2 separate regions of the Mus musculus genome follow, and region 2 is linked to region 1. The links are chromatin contacts, called in public HiChIP or PLAC-seq maps. All regions are on one chromosome and are shown on one strand. The core of a region is the stretch at or near the end of the contact, and the rest is flanking DNA. Distances in the headings are between cores, read along the strand shown.

The links. HiChIP or PLAC-seq counts read pairs in DNA pulled down with a chosen protein or histone mark.
Region 2: a contact with region 1 is called in a FOXA1 HiChIP or PLAC-seq map of pancreatic cancer cells. The contact joins the enhancer-like site here to the promoter of Ephb4 in region 1. A contact is called at or near these places in 3 of 39 promoter capture datasets (the 3T3-L1 cell line, the C10 cell line and the HPC-7 cell line), 3 of 484 Hi-C or Micro-C datasets (bone marrow-derived macrophages and cortical neurons), 2 of 115 datasets of contacts at active chromatin or transcription factors (embryonic forebrain and pancreatic cancer cells) and 3 of 9 other capture datasets (adipose tissue, liver and pancreatic islet).

The regions. Positions count from the first base shown.
Region 1 is chr5:137,348,251-137,352,465 of GRCm38.p6, reverse strand. It overlaps Ephb4 (Eph receptor B4), which reads right to left and starts at 2,357. Exons shown (of 17, transcript NM_010144.6): 1 at 1,817-2,357. The coding sequence starts at 1,868. Gm52791 (a long non-coding RNA gene) reads left to right here and starts at 2,414. Exons shown (of 3, transcript XR_003955817.1): 1 at 2,414-3,387.
Region 2 is chr5:137,453,567-137,457,647 of GRCm38.p6, reverse strand. Zan (zonadhesin) reads left to right here. Exons shown (of 88, transcript NM_011741.2): 18 at 957-1,081; 19 at 1,314-1,459; 20 at 2,253-2,396; 21 at 3,327-3,446; 22 at 3,559-3,728. Among named protein-coding and RNA genes, the nearest start is that of Zan, 21 kb to the left of the region's middle. Within about 2 kb of position 2,222, at least 52 of the 459 cell types and tissues checked have an H3K27ac peak or open chromatin away from gene starts, as enhancers often do. A contact at or near this core is called in pancreatic cancer cells and pancreatic islet, where this site is marked.

The DNA of each region.
Region 1 (4,215 bases), core at 1,108-3,607:
AGTGGGCCTCCAGGGGAGTCAGCGGAACACCTGGGACCAGGTCCCGCCCTCCCCTTTGGCTTTGAGAGAGAGGAGTGCCTGGAGTTAGGGTGGATGAGGGAGGCATCACCTCAAAGTTGCGGTGCTGTCTCAGGGTGTAGGGGGCAGGCAGGAACCTGAGCAGCCAGAGGCAAAGCCTACCGGCCCCTCTAATGGGTGGCAGGAGACAGCAGAACACGTTGGGGACAGGATGCCCACGGTTCTGGGAAGGGGGTGGATAGAGGCCGCCGTCCCCACCCTCCATTGTTCCAGCCTGGATAGCGTTTTCCTGTCTCCAATTTACACACTGTCTGTGCAACAGGCTGCTCTTCAGCCTGTTGAGCTGAGCCCAGACTCACTTTCCCTGCATCCACAACACGCCAGTTTGCCTCCAGCTCACTTCAGTCCCCCAGTTCCCAGACCCACCTCTCACCTCCTTCCCTCCAGGGCTCCATTTCTAGGTCGTCGTCCCCTCCCCCCCCCACCACCACATCTCCCAGTTTACACCTCCTTTAGGGCCTGAGGCCTTGGATAAACTAATTAACATTTCTAAAGCTTTAGTTTGTCACCTGTTAAGGAAACAAGAACTCTCCTTTTTTGCTGGGCAAAATAACAGTAAAATAATCGCAGTTGGCACAGGTGAAGGCAGGGGCTTGAGAATCATTCAGGTAGCGCAGGCGAGAAGGGGCATTTCCTATTGGCCCGTCTTTCCCTCCAGACACACTTCATGGGTGCTCTGCCCATTTGACTTCCTCCTCTCCAGGAGCCCAAAGTCTGTCCTCACCCCATTCCCACACTTTGATCAGCCCAGAACAGCACTGCCCAGCCTAGAGGGAGCTCCTTTGATTCCATCGCTTCAGGGAGAGATCTCCCCCACTCTTGTGTCCCACTCCCCAGATTCTCCTTTGATTCTAAGCAGCAAGGGAGGTTGTGGGGGAGCCAAATTCATTGAAAAGAGATTAGGGAGGCAGGAAAGGGGGTTATGAGTCCTGTGCAGCCCCAAGAGGGACTGTGGAGTTAGGGGCTCACAGATCTGAAGAGGCATTTGGAGAGGAATACAGAAGGAAAAAAAAAAAAAAAACCAGAAATCTGAGGCGGGCTAGGAGGCGGCCAGCTGGGGTGAATTAGGGCGACACAGGCCGGTGTTAGGCAGTTTCTGCGGGCTTGCATGGCTGGAAGAAAGCCTCAGCCTTGGGAAAAGTTGAGGTCTAAATGGCATGTAAAAGGTTGGGGTACAGCCTTGAGAAAAACAAGAAAAGAGTCTGCACGAGGTCAGTAGCCTGGCCAGCCATTTGGGAGTTGGAGAGTGGGGCTGCAGATGGGGCCATCCTGACTGGGGTGTGGAGTCCAGGTGTGAATGAACGCTAGGGAACCAGAGGTGGGGGTCGCTTTACGGCCTAGCTGGGGTCTGCCTCGCCTGCAAGTGCCCCTTCAGGAACTTTCCCCTGGAGTTTAGCCAGAGGTGGAGAGAGGATAAAAACTTTGGGGGATAGTTTTGAACATTAGGGTGGACAGGAAAAGGAAGGCTGTCATGGGCCTTTGGCATCAGGACTGAGAATTTAGAAGGCTGGGTAAGGGAAGGTCCCGGGTCTGAGCTCTCGACTCCATCTCTTTCCCAAACAAAAGAAAAACCCCACTCCCCGCCAGGCCGCCTCCTCCCCGCCCCCTCCCGTTCTAGTGCTATTGGTCCGAAGTGTTTAAGGGGTACCGGAGTTGGGATAGGGAGAGACCAGCTTTTGCACTCTGAGGCACAACTTTGGGGGACCCCAAGAACAGGGGGCACCCCAAGAAAACTCACCTTCTAAAGCAGTGGCGAGGGAAGCCCAGCACAGCAGCGCTCGGAGCTCCATGGCGCCGCCTCACTTTGGCTGAATGCGATCCGAGTTTGGGGGGCCCTGGCCCCCCCAGGTCTGACCCTCCCCTGGGCGGGTGCACACCGACTCTGCTGCTGGGACTTTCCGTCGAGGGCCTCTCAACGATGGCCCATGCGGGCGCGCCAGGCACCCGCGCTCAGGTGCGGCCCCCACGTCCCCGCCGCAGCGCGCGCGCGCGGGGAGGCCAGCCTTGAGGGGGGACGTCCTGGCAGTGGCCGTCGCTGGGCGGGCGGAGATCGGGACGTGGCTGAGAGTTAGGGGTCCCTTCGGGGCTTCGGGGGTCCCGCCCTGGCTGGCTGGGGTGGGCCGATTGCTCGCGGTCTCTCTCGCTCCCTGGAGTGGTTGGTGGATGTCGCGCCGCCGGGGTTAGTGCGCCGGTCGCGGTCAAGGAAGGTGGAAACCAAAGTGGGAACCGAGCAGGAGGGAGGGAAACAGGCTGGGCCAGGGCTGGGCCGAGTCGAGACTGAGTCGGGCGGCGCCTGGCCTAGGAGGGAGGGGCGCATAGGAGGCGGAGACAGTCCCATGTCAGAGTTTCCCCCCGCCCCATCTCCCAACACCCTGGAGCCCGGGTTTCTCTGGGAGGGGGGGGTGCACGGGGAGCTGATTGGCTCCTATGCTGCTGAATAATTCATGAGAGGGGGGGCCGCCCGAACTGAGCCTGTCGGGAAGTTAGGAGAAAGTTTGCAAGAGGGGGAGGGGCGGCATGTGTGGAACTTAGGGACTGTCCAGGGGTGCTGGGTGTCCCATGCCTACTACCCCTGATTGTGCATGTTGGGGCAGTAGCCCAGGAATCCTCAGGACTGACCTGAACCTACCAGGCCTCACAGATGTGTGCGTAAATGTGAATGCCCCCACACAAAGCCTGCTTTGACCTTGCAGCGGGACCTGAGATTCCACATCTGGATGCGCCCCCTGCCACCTAGTTGGAGCAGGGGATTGCATTTGGGAGGAGAAGGTTAAAACTTTGCATTTGGGTATGGAGAGCTTCCCAACAGACCTCCGTTCCTCAAGCAATAATCCCAGCTTGTCTATCTCCGGAGAGAGCGCTCACACAATCAGTGCGTGCTCGTTAAGTCCTGGAGATCCACTGAGCGCGCAGCCTAACGCTGGAGAAAGTGGTTTGAAACCCAAAGTATAGAAAATGTAAATAAAAGGCAGGCGTGTCAGAGAGGGTGAGGGATCTCCGTAACACCTCATTTCATTTTTTTAAAGGAGGGGGACACTTCCCCGCCGCCTGCAGCCTTGACCTCCAAGGCGGGGGTAGGGACCGTTGTGGCTCTTTCCTGAGGCTGTTTCCTGTCTGGCTCCTGGGGGCCCTCGGGATGGCTGGGAGGGCCCTTCCTCTCATTTGCTAGCACCCCCTCTCATCCATCAGTTTGAGGGGAGGGTCCAGGAAAGACGGCCTCCTATCTACATCAGGGCACTGTGAGTGTGGGGCACGGGATGGTTGGATGAGAGAGGTGCTGTTCCCGAAGTCGGTCCTTTAAGGGCTGCGGTAAGGAGACTTTAATTTAAGGTAATTAGTACAGGGTCTGGAAACTCTGAGGTAGGAGTCTGGGGCACCTGGGAGTCTGCCAAATACCCTAAGGGCGCACACACACACCCCAGCGGGCGCGGGAGACCGGTGATGACCTCTTGTCCGCCTGCGCGCACACACACACCAGCGGGCGCGGGAGACCCGTGATGGCCTTTTGTCCCCGTGCACTTATCTTCCTGGCGCAAGTAGTGCTCCCCACCCCCTGCCCTTCCTCACAGCCCTGCCTGGGTCCCGCTCCGGGGTGGGGGGTCAGCCAGGGCAGGAAACAGCCGGCTTGGCTGGAGCCAGGCTGACCGGCTAGATCTGGGAGTCCCCTCCTCCTTCCCCACGCAGACTCAGGCTCCCCTTCTCTTATCCACAGACACCCCCTTTTTTGCAGCTATCATTCTGCATCCGGGTCCCCCTGAATTTCTGAGTCGTGGCTTGTTCTCACCCTAGGAGCCACCATCAGCAGCCCACTTCAAGCCTTTGATTGCTTAAAAATTTTCACATTTAGTGGGATAAGCAATTCATTAGTATGCAGAGACGATTAACGCCTCAATAGAGGAGAGACAAGCAGCCTGGATGACAGAGGCAGGCGTGGAGGAGGGTTCGGTTGATGAGACCCAGCTGAAAAGATGAAAGAGCCCATCAGATTATTCCGAAAACCCAAAGACAGTGTATCAGTAAGAATGACTCCTGGGCTGGCCTCTCTGCTGCTATCAGTAGAGAATTTGGTAAACAGTTTCTCTAGCACCCAGAAAGCCCTGAGTTCCATCCCATTCCTACACAGATCCAGTGTGGTCA
Region 2 (4,081 bases), core at 973-3,472, 110 kb before region 1:
TGGGAGTGCTTTCAGGCCCACAGTCCTGGAGAAACAGCTGAAGTGCCCTGCTGCTGTGGATGCTTCCCCTGGGAAAGAGACAATGACTGTAAAAGGGACTCTTGTTTTGGGGATGTGGGTCAGTTAGTAGAGGTCCTGCTTTCCAGTCCTAGAGCCTCATTAACCACTTGGAGTACTCACCTCTCCTCTCAGCACTGGGCAGCTGGAGGCAGGAAGGTCAGCACTACAAAGTCATCTCAGTTACAGAGAGTCTGAGGCTAGCCTGGGCTACTTGGGAGCCTTGTCTCACAAAAAGGGTGAGACGGAGTCACAAATGAACATGATTTCCTGAAGATGTCCCAGTCCATTGAGGGGAGACAGGCAATCTTGAAAGGAGACAATCATGGCATGGCCCTTTCCATTTGGATTCTGAGTCCTTTACTGTCTCAGAGATATATCCTGAGCCCTCTACCCTGTAGTGCCAAGTTGGACACCGCCACCACAACTAGGGTCTCAGAAAGCAGAGAATGGGTGGTACATGCTTTTAATCCCAGCATTCTGGAGGTGGAGGCAAGAAGATTTTGAGTTTTAGCTTGGCATACATAGTAAGACTGTCCCAAATCCAACAGGGACTGGGGATGTAGCTCTGTTGCTTAAGTGCCAGTTTAGACAAAGCCCTGGCTTCCACCCCCAGAGCCACCTAAGCTGGACATGGTAGCAAATATCTATAATCTGAGCACTGGAGAGGAGGAGGTGGTATCCCCAGAGTTTAAGGTCATACTCAGCAATGTGAAAAAGTTTGAAGCTAGCCTTAGATATAATGAGACCCTGTCTGAAATCAACCAGCCAACCAACCAACCAAACAAACAAACAAACAAACAACTAACAACCAACCAAACAATCAAATCACCAACCAACCAACCAAGCAAATAGTTGGTTGTGACTTAGCCCCTCAGCACTGCTCTCTCTCCATCTAGACCACTTCTTTAGGATAACAGCAAACACCGAAGAACGTGGAGTAGAAGGTGTATCCTGCCTGGACAAAGTTGTCATCTCTCTGCCAGAGACTACCGTTACCATGATCAGTGGCAGACACACATTGGTGAGTTAGTTCTATCCTTTGCTCACTCCACCAGGCCAGGCCATGGTCAGCCTGGAGACTCTGTTAGGGTTGGGACTAAGCAAAATGATGATGCTTCAAGCCAGTCTAGAGGAGAGAAGTTGGAGGGATGCCGTGGAGTGGTGATGTGCTCTGGCCTTGGATGAGGTGTTAGAGTTTTATGGTCCTACTTGACACCCCCCCCACATCAGTCTCTCTGTCTCCTCTCTCCCAGATTGGGGATCAGGAAGTCACCCTCCCAGCCATACTTTCTGATGACACCTATGTGGGTCTGAGTGGGAGATTTGTGGAGCTGAGGACAACATTTGGTTTGCGTGTGAGATGGGATGGTGACCAGCAGCTTTTTGTGACTGTGTCCAGGTAAGGGAGACGGCCTAGTCAGGCAGCCAGAACCCTCCACACCCTCGGCCTCACCCCAGGCATTTCAGTTACTTGTGGTTAATCATTTACACGTGTCCTTAAAGCTAGGCTGCATCTCACCCAAGTGGCAGAAGGGAAACAGTAGGAAGTGGAGTGAGGGCAGTGGGGTAATAGCAGATATGTACACAGGGCCTTGGGAATGTGTTATAAAGAGTCACTCGGGGACGCTCAAGAGCTGTCAGAAGAGAAGATATCATTCTTCAGGGAATAGTGGCTCCCCAGATGGGTGGACAAAGATGACAAGGGAGGTGGCTCAGCTGGTAAAGAGCTAATTCCACCCCTGGAACACACAGGCACATACAGACACACACATACAGACACACACACACACACACAGAGAGAGAGAGAGAGAGAGAGAGAGAGAGAGAGAGAGAGAGAGAGAGGAAGAGAGAGAGAGAGCACACACACACACACACACTGAGAGAGAGGGAGGGAGGGAGAGAGAGAGAGAGAGAGAGAGAGAGAGAGAGAGAGAGGAGAGAGATTTAAACCCAAGAGAGAGTAGAGTTGTTAAGCAGAAAGAACAGAGGAGACCCTGTACAGATGGCTCAGGCTGAGGCTGAGTGGGGGTCTTACATATCTGAAGCCTATCACAGACTCTTAAGAGTAGATGTTCTCAATGCATTCCTGGCTCTTACCCTCAGGGCGCACAGCTCACTGTCCTCTTGCTGTGGTCTCTGATGACTGAGACCCTTTTCCTCAGTCATGACTCACCCCTCTCCTGGACCCACAGTACCTTCTCGGGCAAACTCTGTGGTTTCTGTGGGAACTATGACGGGGACAGCAGCAACGACAACCTGAAGTCAGATGGCATGATGACACACGATGAGGAGGAGCTGAGGCTGAGCTGGCAGGTGGAAGAGGATGAGGACAAGGAGTGAGTGAGGGTCCCCACTGTGGGCTGGGACTACTCTTCCTCGACTTTTGCCCATTTTCAGATCTACCAGTGCTGGGCTTAGTTGTTCCTGTCTGTCATTCCAGAAGATGCAGGGATGTCTGGATCTGCAGACATCAAGATCTGATTTCTAAAATCCAAGAGCTGAGGATACAGCTCAGTGGTAGAGCCTAGAATCCCCCAGGGAGGAGCTGGGGGCGTGGCTCAGTGATAGAGCACCTGCCTAGAATCCCCCAGTGAGGGGCTGGGGGGCGTGGCTCAGTGGTAGAGCCCCTGCCTAGAATCCTCCAGTGAGGGGCTGGGGGCGTGGCTCAGTGGTAGAACACCTGCCTAGAATCCCCCAGTAAGGGGCTGTGGGTGTGGCTCAGTGGTAGAGCACCTGCCTAGAATCCCCCAGGGAGGGGCTGGGGGCGTGGCTCAGTGGTAGAGCCCCTGCCTAGAATCCCCCAGTGAGGGGCTGTGGGTGTGGCTCAGTGGTAGAGCACCTGCCTAGAATCCCCCAGGGAGGGGCTGGGGGCGTGGCTCAGTGGTAGAGCCTCTGCCTAGAATCCCCCAGGGAGGGGCTGGGGGCGTGGCTCAGTGGTAGAGCCCCTGCCTAGAATCCCCCAGGGACGGGCTGGGGGCGTGGCTCTTTAGTGGAACCCTTAACTAGTATGCACCAGATCCTGTATTGATCCCAGCAATGTTAAAAAAAAAAAATGAAACAAAAGTTACAAGGGGTAAAGTCTTGCCTGTGATCTTTAGGTTTCCAGGAGTATAGGAGACTTGGGACCACGCCTGGCTAATGTAGTGATATCGTCTCAAAAAGAACAAAATATAAACTGACCAGCATTGCCCTTTTCTTTTTCCTTACCTGGAGACTCCAGCTTTTCCACCTCTTTTGGGCTCTTCCAGCTTTACTGTCTTCTTCAGTTGGGTCTCTTCCAGGTGTCAGAAGAAGAAGAATCCCCCATCTTGTGACGCTGCTTTGGGGAGCACTATGTCGGGACCCAAGTTATGTGGACAGCTTGTCAACCCAAGTGGACCCTTTGAGTATGGAGGGAAGCAGATGGGTTGCAAGGGTTTGCTAGGTACTGGCGTTTCTCTGAGGTGGAGCATAGAGGCTCTGCCCTCTCCTGCCATCTGATTCAGCTTCTCTCCCCAGGGCATGCCTGCTCCACCTGAAGGCCTCATCCTTCCTGGATAACTGTGTGACTGACATGTGTAGCTTCCAAGGTCTCCAGCAGAAGCTCTGTGCTCACATGTCAGCCATGACGGCCACCTGCCAGGATGCCGGCTATCCTGTGAAGCCCTGGAGGGAACCCCAGTTCTGCCGTGAGTTGGGACCCAAAGCATGTGGGAAGATCTGGCAACACTTCCTACAGATCCAGTCAGGGTATACCCTGTTGAACCCCCATTTTGCTTCCATAAGAGGACAGGGCAGTGAGTAGAGCTGGATGTATCCCTCAGTTGCTTGGTCTCACGTTCAAGACCAGGCTGAGCAATTCAGGGAGGCTTCTTTTCCAAACAAACAAACAAACAAACAAACAAATAACAGGGCTTGACAGGTAGCTCAGCAGGAGAGCGTGTGCCGAGAATCCATAACCTGGGGGCTTAGTAATAAGGCTCTTGCCTAGAATCTGTCAGTGAGGAGTTGGGGTGTGGCTCAAATGGAGAGCACTTTACTA